Linked DNA regions of Bombyx mori: region 2 is linked to region 1. Evidence: chromatin contacts called from public Hi-C data. All regions are on one chromosome and are shown on one strand. Each heading gives the region's core, a stretch centred on a gene start, on an enhancer-like site or on the middle of the called end of the contact. The rest is flanking DNA. Distances are from core to core; before and after follow the strand shown. Region 1 overlaps Apkc (atypical protein kinase C). Region 2 holds the start of LOC693075 (translation initiation factor 5A).

The links. Hi-C and Micro-C count contacts between places; a contact is called where the count stands out from the background.
Region 2: a Hi-C map of middle silk gland shows a contact between it and region 1, with 2.7 times the contacts expected there. The contact joins the promoter of LOC693075 here to the enhancer-like site in region 1. A contact is called at or near these places in 2 of 7 Hi-C or Micro-C datasets (middle silk gland and midgut).

What each region holds. Positions count from the first base shown.
Region 1 is chr3:2,843,084-2,846,860 of ASM3026992v2, forward strand. All of the region lies in intron 3 of Apkc (atypical protein kinase C), which reads right to left. Among protein-coding and RNA genes, the nearest start is that of Apkc, 7.4 kb to the right of the region's middle. Within about 2 kb of position 1,913, at least 4 of the 8 cell types and tissues checked have open chromatin away from gene starts, as enhancers often do.
Region 2 is chr3:2,891,151-2,894,915 of ASM3026992v2, forward strand. LOC693075 (translation initiation factor 5A) reads right to left here and starts at 1,692. Exons shown (of 4, transcript NM_001044073.1): 1 at 1,620-1,692.

The sequences.
Region 1 (3,777 bases), core at 663-3,162:
TAAACAAAAAAACGTGAGAATATACAGGAAATCGATGAACGGAAGCTATGCATGTAACTAATCAAATTAAAAGCCAATTTAACGTGTGCATTGTAATTGACGTAACGATCAATGAACAAACGTTTTTTATAAATTTATGAATACTAGCGACTTAAATGCCGTATATTGACGGCAATATCAATTAACGCGCAAGCGGGCGGGAGGTATTAAATAAATGGCCTTTACAAACAAACGGAGTACCATTCGGGCGGAGCCACCTATTCAATTAACAGAATAGGATTCTGTATAGTCGTTTGTTCATAAAGTTAATTAAAATATCCCTAATTGCGCGGAGACAGCGAAGATTCGAAGGGTACAAGTGTACCACGGTGGGCGCCAACATCGTCCCGCAGTGTTTGTACTTTATTAGTCTAAGTTACCCGGTCTTTGTTTGCATACAAGTTTGGGATGTTTCCGTTTTATTTGCACACGGTTCCGAGTGTACGCTGAGTTGAGGTTTGTGCACATTCGTTTGTTTAGAACGAGCTAAATCGACGGTTAGGTTGAGAATTTGATTACGAGATGTTTCGTATATATTTTGTATTTATTTCGTACGATTTTTTTTTCTACTTCTCATACTTCTAATCTGTTTTCATATTTATCTAAATTTGAATAGCAGGTGGTGAAAATTTAGACAATAATTAAAATCACTGTAATCGTTCAAACCGGTGGTGCATTGTTCTTTATGTCTGTCTAGCACGAGGGATTCGTCAATTTTTTGCTGATTGCATGTTTGGGATGGAAGTGAAATACATGCGCTATTTCTTTCGGTGCACTTTGACGACAGCAAACGACTTTACTGGTAGGACCTCTTTTGAGTCCGTGCGGGTAGGTACCACCACCCCACCTATTTCTGCCGTGATGCAGTAATGCGTTTCAGTTTGAAGGGTAGGGGCAGCCGCTGTAACTATACTTGAGACCTTAGAACTTATATCTCAAGGTGGGTGGCGCATTTACGTTGTAGATGTCTATGGGCTCCACTAACCGCTTAACACCAGGTGGACTATGGGCTCGTCCACACATCTAAGCAATAAATTAAAAAATAAAAAAGCACACAAGACTTGCCTCAACAAATATGCGGGTCGAATACTTAAATTTCACGCAAAACAAAAACCTATGCTTAAAGCAATTTTTATACACTAAAATTGTTATGAGACAAGAAAGAAAAAAATTACAATATATACAAAGCCTTACTTACAAACAAATCTTGAGTAGATCTCATTCTGCTATATTTGCAGACGACTTTCAACAAACCAAGATGTTAGTTTATTTCCGCCAATTTGCTTCCAATTTGTAAAAATGCAATATAATACATAATGATTTTTCTCCATTTAACATACAATAATGAACGAGCGAAGTTACAGTTTCAAACACCTACTGGCTACATAGCAATTTTTATTAACTTTTTTTTGCTGTAGTCTCTTGCTGTAGATCCTTGTGTTGAAGTGGCTATCATCGGCTATTGTGCTGTTTCGTCACTAATATAAACAGAATAATGGAGGTGATGTGTAAGAAATCATAAATCACAAGAAATTTTGCTTTCATTCATATTTTCAAACTTGTTTCAAATCAGAAAAATTTAAATGTTTGATTGGATAAACCGTATTCTTAAAATTGCTTATTTCTATGCCATTCTTTGTGGTAGGATAGACCGGAACACAAAGGAATAAAAATGAAACTTGCAATTACCGGGTACACATTTAAAAACTTCCGCCTAATGAATTAGCCACGCGTCCAACAAAACATCACATATCATTGAATGGACGTAGCTAATTATTTCGTAAATAAAATCTGTCCAAAGACACAATTGAAACTCCACTAAAGCAACATCGAAGAACCGAACAATAGCGGATAAAGAAACAAAGCCAACACAGAAACATTACCCAGAGAGTATCCCGAACGGACGTGACTGGCCGCCTACTGATCACGGACAACAGATATAGAGAGAAAAAAAAAATCAGAAATATCCGTCGTCGAAACGCCAATCTGAATATGGAAATGGCCGCAACCGGATTCGCAATGCGGGCAGATAAGGATTTTATGGCAAAAGTACGCCCGGCCGGGTAAACATACAGAATGTGCAGAATGGAACCGATAAGTGAACAATATATGAGGTGTACCCGGTACTATTGGCCAAAGAATAATATTGTGCAGATGCGCGGAATCAAGCCCAAGCTATAAGGAAAACATGTTTCAACGCGGTTTAACGAATTGCTTTTGAGGAAACTTTGGTAAACCGTATTCTACACATTTAATCTTTCGTTTCTTTTACAGTTTTCTCCCGAGTCACGTGACCCTTTTCACTAACGGTATTATGACGTCACCGTTCTTGAACTTCGTGCTCGTGGCGAAAACACATAATAGCCGATTCAATTCATTACGACAAAGGTTCCTCTAATTTCACCACAAAGACACTTAAGAATAAATTATGTATTTGACACGAAAATATTCATTTATGCAAATGCCGCCGCACGAAGAGCAAATTTCAAATTTACCGAGAGACGAATGGAAGAAATTTCCCTTTTCACAATTTGTTATGATAATGATTTCTGAAAATATTATTTCGGCAAACATGAAATCGACCGTTGTTTGTTTATTATTGGTCTGGCCAGCCAAGTTCACGGTGCTCTTAATGTTTAAAGTCTACCAGAATCTACACATTAGATACAGTGAATTCCGCCTCTCTCCTTAAGCCACGAGATCAGTCACATCGTTGAAATCACCCCAGTCCACTGAGTTTCTCCTCCACTGTATATTATCAGTGGGTCGCGATTCCAATCCGGTGGTAGATTCTGGGAAGCAATGCTCTTGGCTAAGGCTAGTGTTAGCAAATTCTCTTAGGTTGAGCCCGTGAGCTCACCTATCCATCCGCAATAAGCAGGAATAGCTCTTTAGGCTACTAGTGAACAGGTAGAAAATAAAAATAGCACTGCATAACCACGTCATTACGGATCCTCCCAATCCATTATCGGTACTTTTAGGTACCTCAAACACCGGTCACCGTCCTCACCGAACCGGTCGCTTGCGACGAAGGGTTCGACGAAGTAAATTGACCCATACACAGCCCACTGAGTTTCTCGCCGGATCTTCTCAGTGGGTCGCGTTTCCGATCCGGTGGTAGATTCAGCGAAGCACTGTTCTTGCTAGAGTCAGCGTTAGCAACACTTTCGGTTTGAGCGCCGTTAGCTCACCTACTAGCTCGGTGAATCTAGAATAACCCCTCGAGGTTATTAGAATAGGTAGACAAAAAAAACTGCTTAACGACACTATTTTAGAACAACGGCAATTTTATTTTAGATATTTGAGGGTTGTTCATTTGTAATTTTAATTTTACAACTACCTTCTGACTATATCTGCAAGCAACCATTTGTTAACAGAGCTTATTCTATTATAATAATCCAATCAGATTTATCGCATTGCTTTTCAATTGTTACTTAGTTTCGATTGGGTAGTGAGCTCGTTACATGCAAAACATCCGCTTTATTCATAAATACATTATTATTGTCAGTGCCAGTTTTAGATCTCTTTACAAATTTGACGCTAGAAGATCCTTCATTATGTATTATATAGAAGAGTCGTAAGCATCTCAATGGTAAGCAGCGGCTTGGCTCTGTCCCTGGCATTGCTGACGTCCATGAGCGACGGCGACCACCTACCATCAGGTGGGCCGTATGCTCGTCTGCCTACAAAGGCAATAAAAAAAATCTCAAATGGCTACTATACTTCCTACACCCACAG
Region 2 (3,765 bases), core at 442-2,941, 48 kb after region 1:
TCTGTTTTAACATGCATTTATTAAATGAAAAACTGCAGTCTTTAATCATTATTATATAAACATTTCTTAGTTTAAATAATAGGATAACTGAAGTGGAAAATGAAAAGTAAAATACACAAGCAATGGCTGCCTGTCTTCAATGTTGCAATAATTGCAGTCTGATAGATGAAAGGGACATTCTCATTTGACATAAAAAAAAGCATCAAAAAATCAGTTGAACTGTGATTCATAATCAGACTAGTAGTGTTTAATATTACAGTTAGTTAGGCTATTGACTTTTATGTCATTGAACTTAGGTTCTCTTTGTTTACGTGTGAAAGCACATGGTACATTTTCAATAATGTTGAAAGTAAAATGATTAAATTTTTTACGATTTTAATTATTTTTTCTATTTCTAATAAACATGATTCGAATGAATGGAATGTGGTGAGACCACTGATTAAACAATCTTTTTATCTTTATTTTTAAGCTTTCATAATCATTTAATTAAGATTGCTTCAAAACAGTTGAAAATGATAAATATTAGTTGATTTTACTTATTATGTAAAACACCTGAAAAACAAAACAATATAGACTGTCCATTGACATTAACAAGACTAGAATAGCATCTACATCACTGGCATTATATACAAACAGCTGTTTCAATTACACCTCAATGTTCATTACTACAATCTATAGAAATAAAGCTTTGATACTGATGAATAAAATGCAATAATGGTATTTTTAGTTGTAGGCTCATAAACATCACCATTTTAGAAAAATATTATCAATAGATGACAGGTGAAATAAGTTCAAATCTGCTAAGAAAGCAGACATGTGAACAGGAAAGGAAACCTCAGACTCAGATAAGATTATCATGGAAGTCAATTAAATCTATTAATATTACATTAGGCTCTAGAAGACATTAATCTAGACACATCCTAGACTCGAAAACACCGAAGCATATGTAATCATATGTTTGAAAAGCAATTATCAATAAGGACCTTCCACAATATTCGTGTATGTAAAAGAAGCAATTAGATAAATATATCCAATCCAACAACAAGAAGTGAGTCATTAAACTTACTCACAGTCACTCCGAGGATCAACGCGAAATGTCTAGTGCATACAACACAAGTAATAATACAGACTGCAATAGGTCCCCGCTGCGCTTGTGCACTTTTTTCAAAATCGTACGTTGCCTAACCCCACCTATCGAACCCAGAAGAAAACATGATAACCCAAAGATATCCAAAGAAATACGAACAACGATCAGATAATACAAATAGCAAGATTTATTGAGTGAAATTAAGCTGGGAATATCCTTATTGGACTCTATAAAGCCGTGTAGTGTGGTCTCCTCACATGTGGCTTCGGAAAAGGGGCACATTGGGTATCCGTTTCTTGTTAGCACACATTTCGAAAAACATAGATATTTTCATCTACACATATAAAAAGGACAATGAAGTGCCACAAATTATTTATACTTCATCAACATTTCAAAACAGATACAATGAAAAGTTACAATATGACAAACGTGCCGGCGCCGCGACACATACGTTTTTTATTATTTACACAAATTTCACACGGTGGCAACGCAGCACTTTCACATATTTAAGTTCACCATTAAAAATACTTACAAAATCAAAAAGATAACTATTTATTAAAGCTTCACAATAAAACTAAGATATTTATCGACACTCACATGTGACCGACGGGTTCTTCAACCGAAAGGTCAATTTGCGCCTGCGTAGCACCTACAACAGTCACTTCCTGTCGCGGGGTTCACAAAATGGCGGATATGTTGCTGACAGATGGCGGCAATTTTAAAATGTAAAGAAAATATATTTTTTATTATTCAATTTATGAACAAAATTACTGTTAAAGGAAAACATTTCAATTAAGAGTTTCGAATCTGAATGCTTTTGCAAAACTTAATTGTTTTGCAATCAAATTCAATACCTATGTTCCTCTCTGTGGAGCTGTTTTAGCATAAGTGTCAAATGTCGTTTTAATATTAATTCACAGATGGCGCCGCGTTATCTAGTAATTTGCACACAGATAAAAAATATAATTAAAAGACGAAACTAAAATAAATTTTAAGCTTTTACTAAGTCTATTACAGAAAAAATCTACAAATAGTTCAAAATATAATTGCAAAATAATAAATTACAAAAAAATTAAGTAGTGTGTAAAATCTTCGCATTAATGTTTAGGTTTTTTCTTGCTAGATGGCACTATACGCTACATATATAAATACTTGGTCCAAATTTTGTTTTCTACTTTTTAACCAACTGCTTAAAGAGGATATTGTTTTTTCTCTACCTATTCCAACTACTCTCTGGCAGGTAGGTGAAATCTCGGGGCTCAACCTCAGAGAGCTTGCTGACACTGGCCCTAGCAAGATTAGTTCGCAGAATCTACCACCGGATCAGAATCCCGACTCACTAAGAAGATCCGGATGGATAATGTTTTTGGAGCGTATGCTATGAATAGCAATATTAATTCAATATTTCCACGAAAAAAGAGAAAGGATAAAATAATATTTCTCTACAGTTCAGCTCAACAGCAGTTATTTCACGAATTTCAAAATGATATGGGATGTTATATTTTATTAATAGTTAATAATCTCAATTGTGGGAGTGAAAATATTGAAGTATGTTATTACAATATTGTAATTACTTTAAAGTGCCCGGGAAAAAAATTAAGTATAATTTTTTTTTTTTTTAAAGCTAAGTTTTGTTCTGTGACTTATGTATCTTTTATCTCGAAAAAACACCTAATTGCGACGGGAAATAGTTTTATTATCTTTAGGATAAAATTATTGACACTTTCCCTAGATAACGCGCGAAGCTGTGAGTCACAGCTAGTAAATAACATTTGGGGTGGTATCTACCAGTGTGGCATCAGGACCCTACCACCGAGAAAGATCATAAGAACATACTCGTGAAGCGACACGGCGGAGCACACACTTTTTTTTATTGCTTAGATCGGTGGACGAGCTCACAGCCCACCTGGTGTTAAGTGGTTACTGGAGCCCATAGACATCCACAACGTAAATGCGCCACCCACCTTGAGATAGAAGTTCTAAGGTCTCAAGTATAGTTACAAAGGCCCTATTATCAGCCCTATTATCACGAAGCAACGCTGCGTCGCTGTTGTCAGACTGGACCTGTCACTGTCGATTGTCGTAGCTACGATGTTCGATAGCTATGAGTCCTGGTAGGGCCCTAAATACCATCCTGTACCCGTAGTCTGCTTCTAGCATATGCTGACCGTCAAGCTCTACATACCCCAGGTGCCCCATAGGCGTGGCTTCCCGCTGTCAATACTGCAGACTCGCGGCGCCACCCGAGGACAGGGCGATGCTACTGGTGTTCCAGGATACCCCTTAGTTCAGAACGAGCCTGCCAGGTCGGAACACGATACACCGCCGACCGGGTTGCTCGTCCACAGTATACGTCTGGCAACGACAGCGACGACGGTAACACGGATCACATCGCGGACTGGTGCCAGCGCGTTAGAGTGACGGTAGCGTTCGGCCCAGCCTCGACCCTCTCAGGTCGCCCCGTGACCACCACTGGGAGGAGACTGCTTCCTTAAGGGGCCGGAGCTAGACGAACCCCCGACTAGCCCCGTATGGCGGCGAGGGCCCGGCCCCGCTAGGGAAGGAGCGAAGGAAGAGTTTCGCAGCCTCCTTCTGCGGGATGGTCGATTCGCAAACGTCGAGCTTCACCTATCAAGACTCATCGCTGTCGAGCCATGACGGTCGGCAGCAACGGGTCC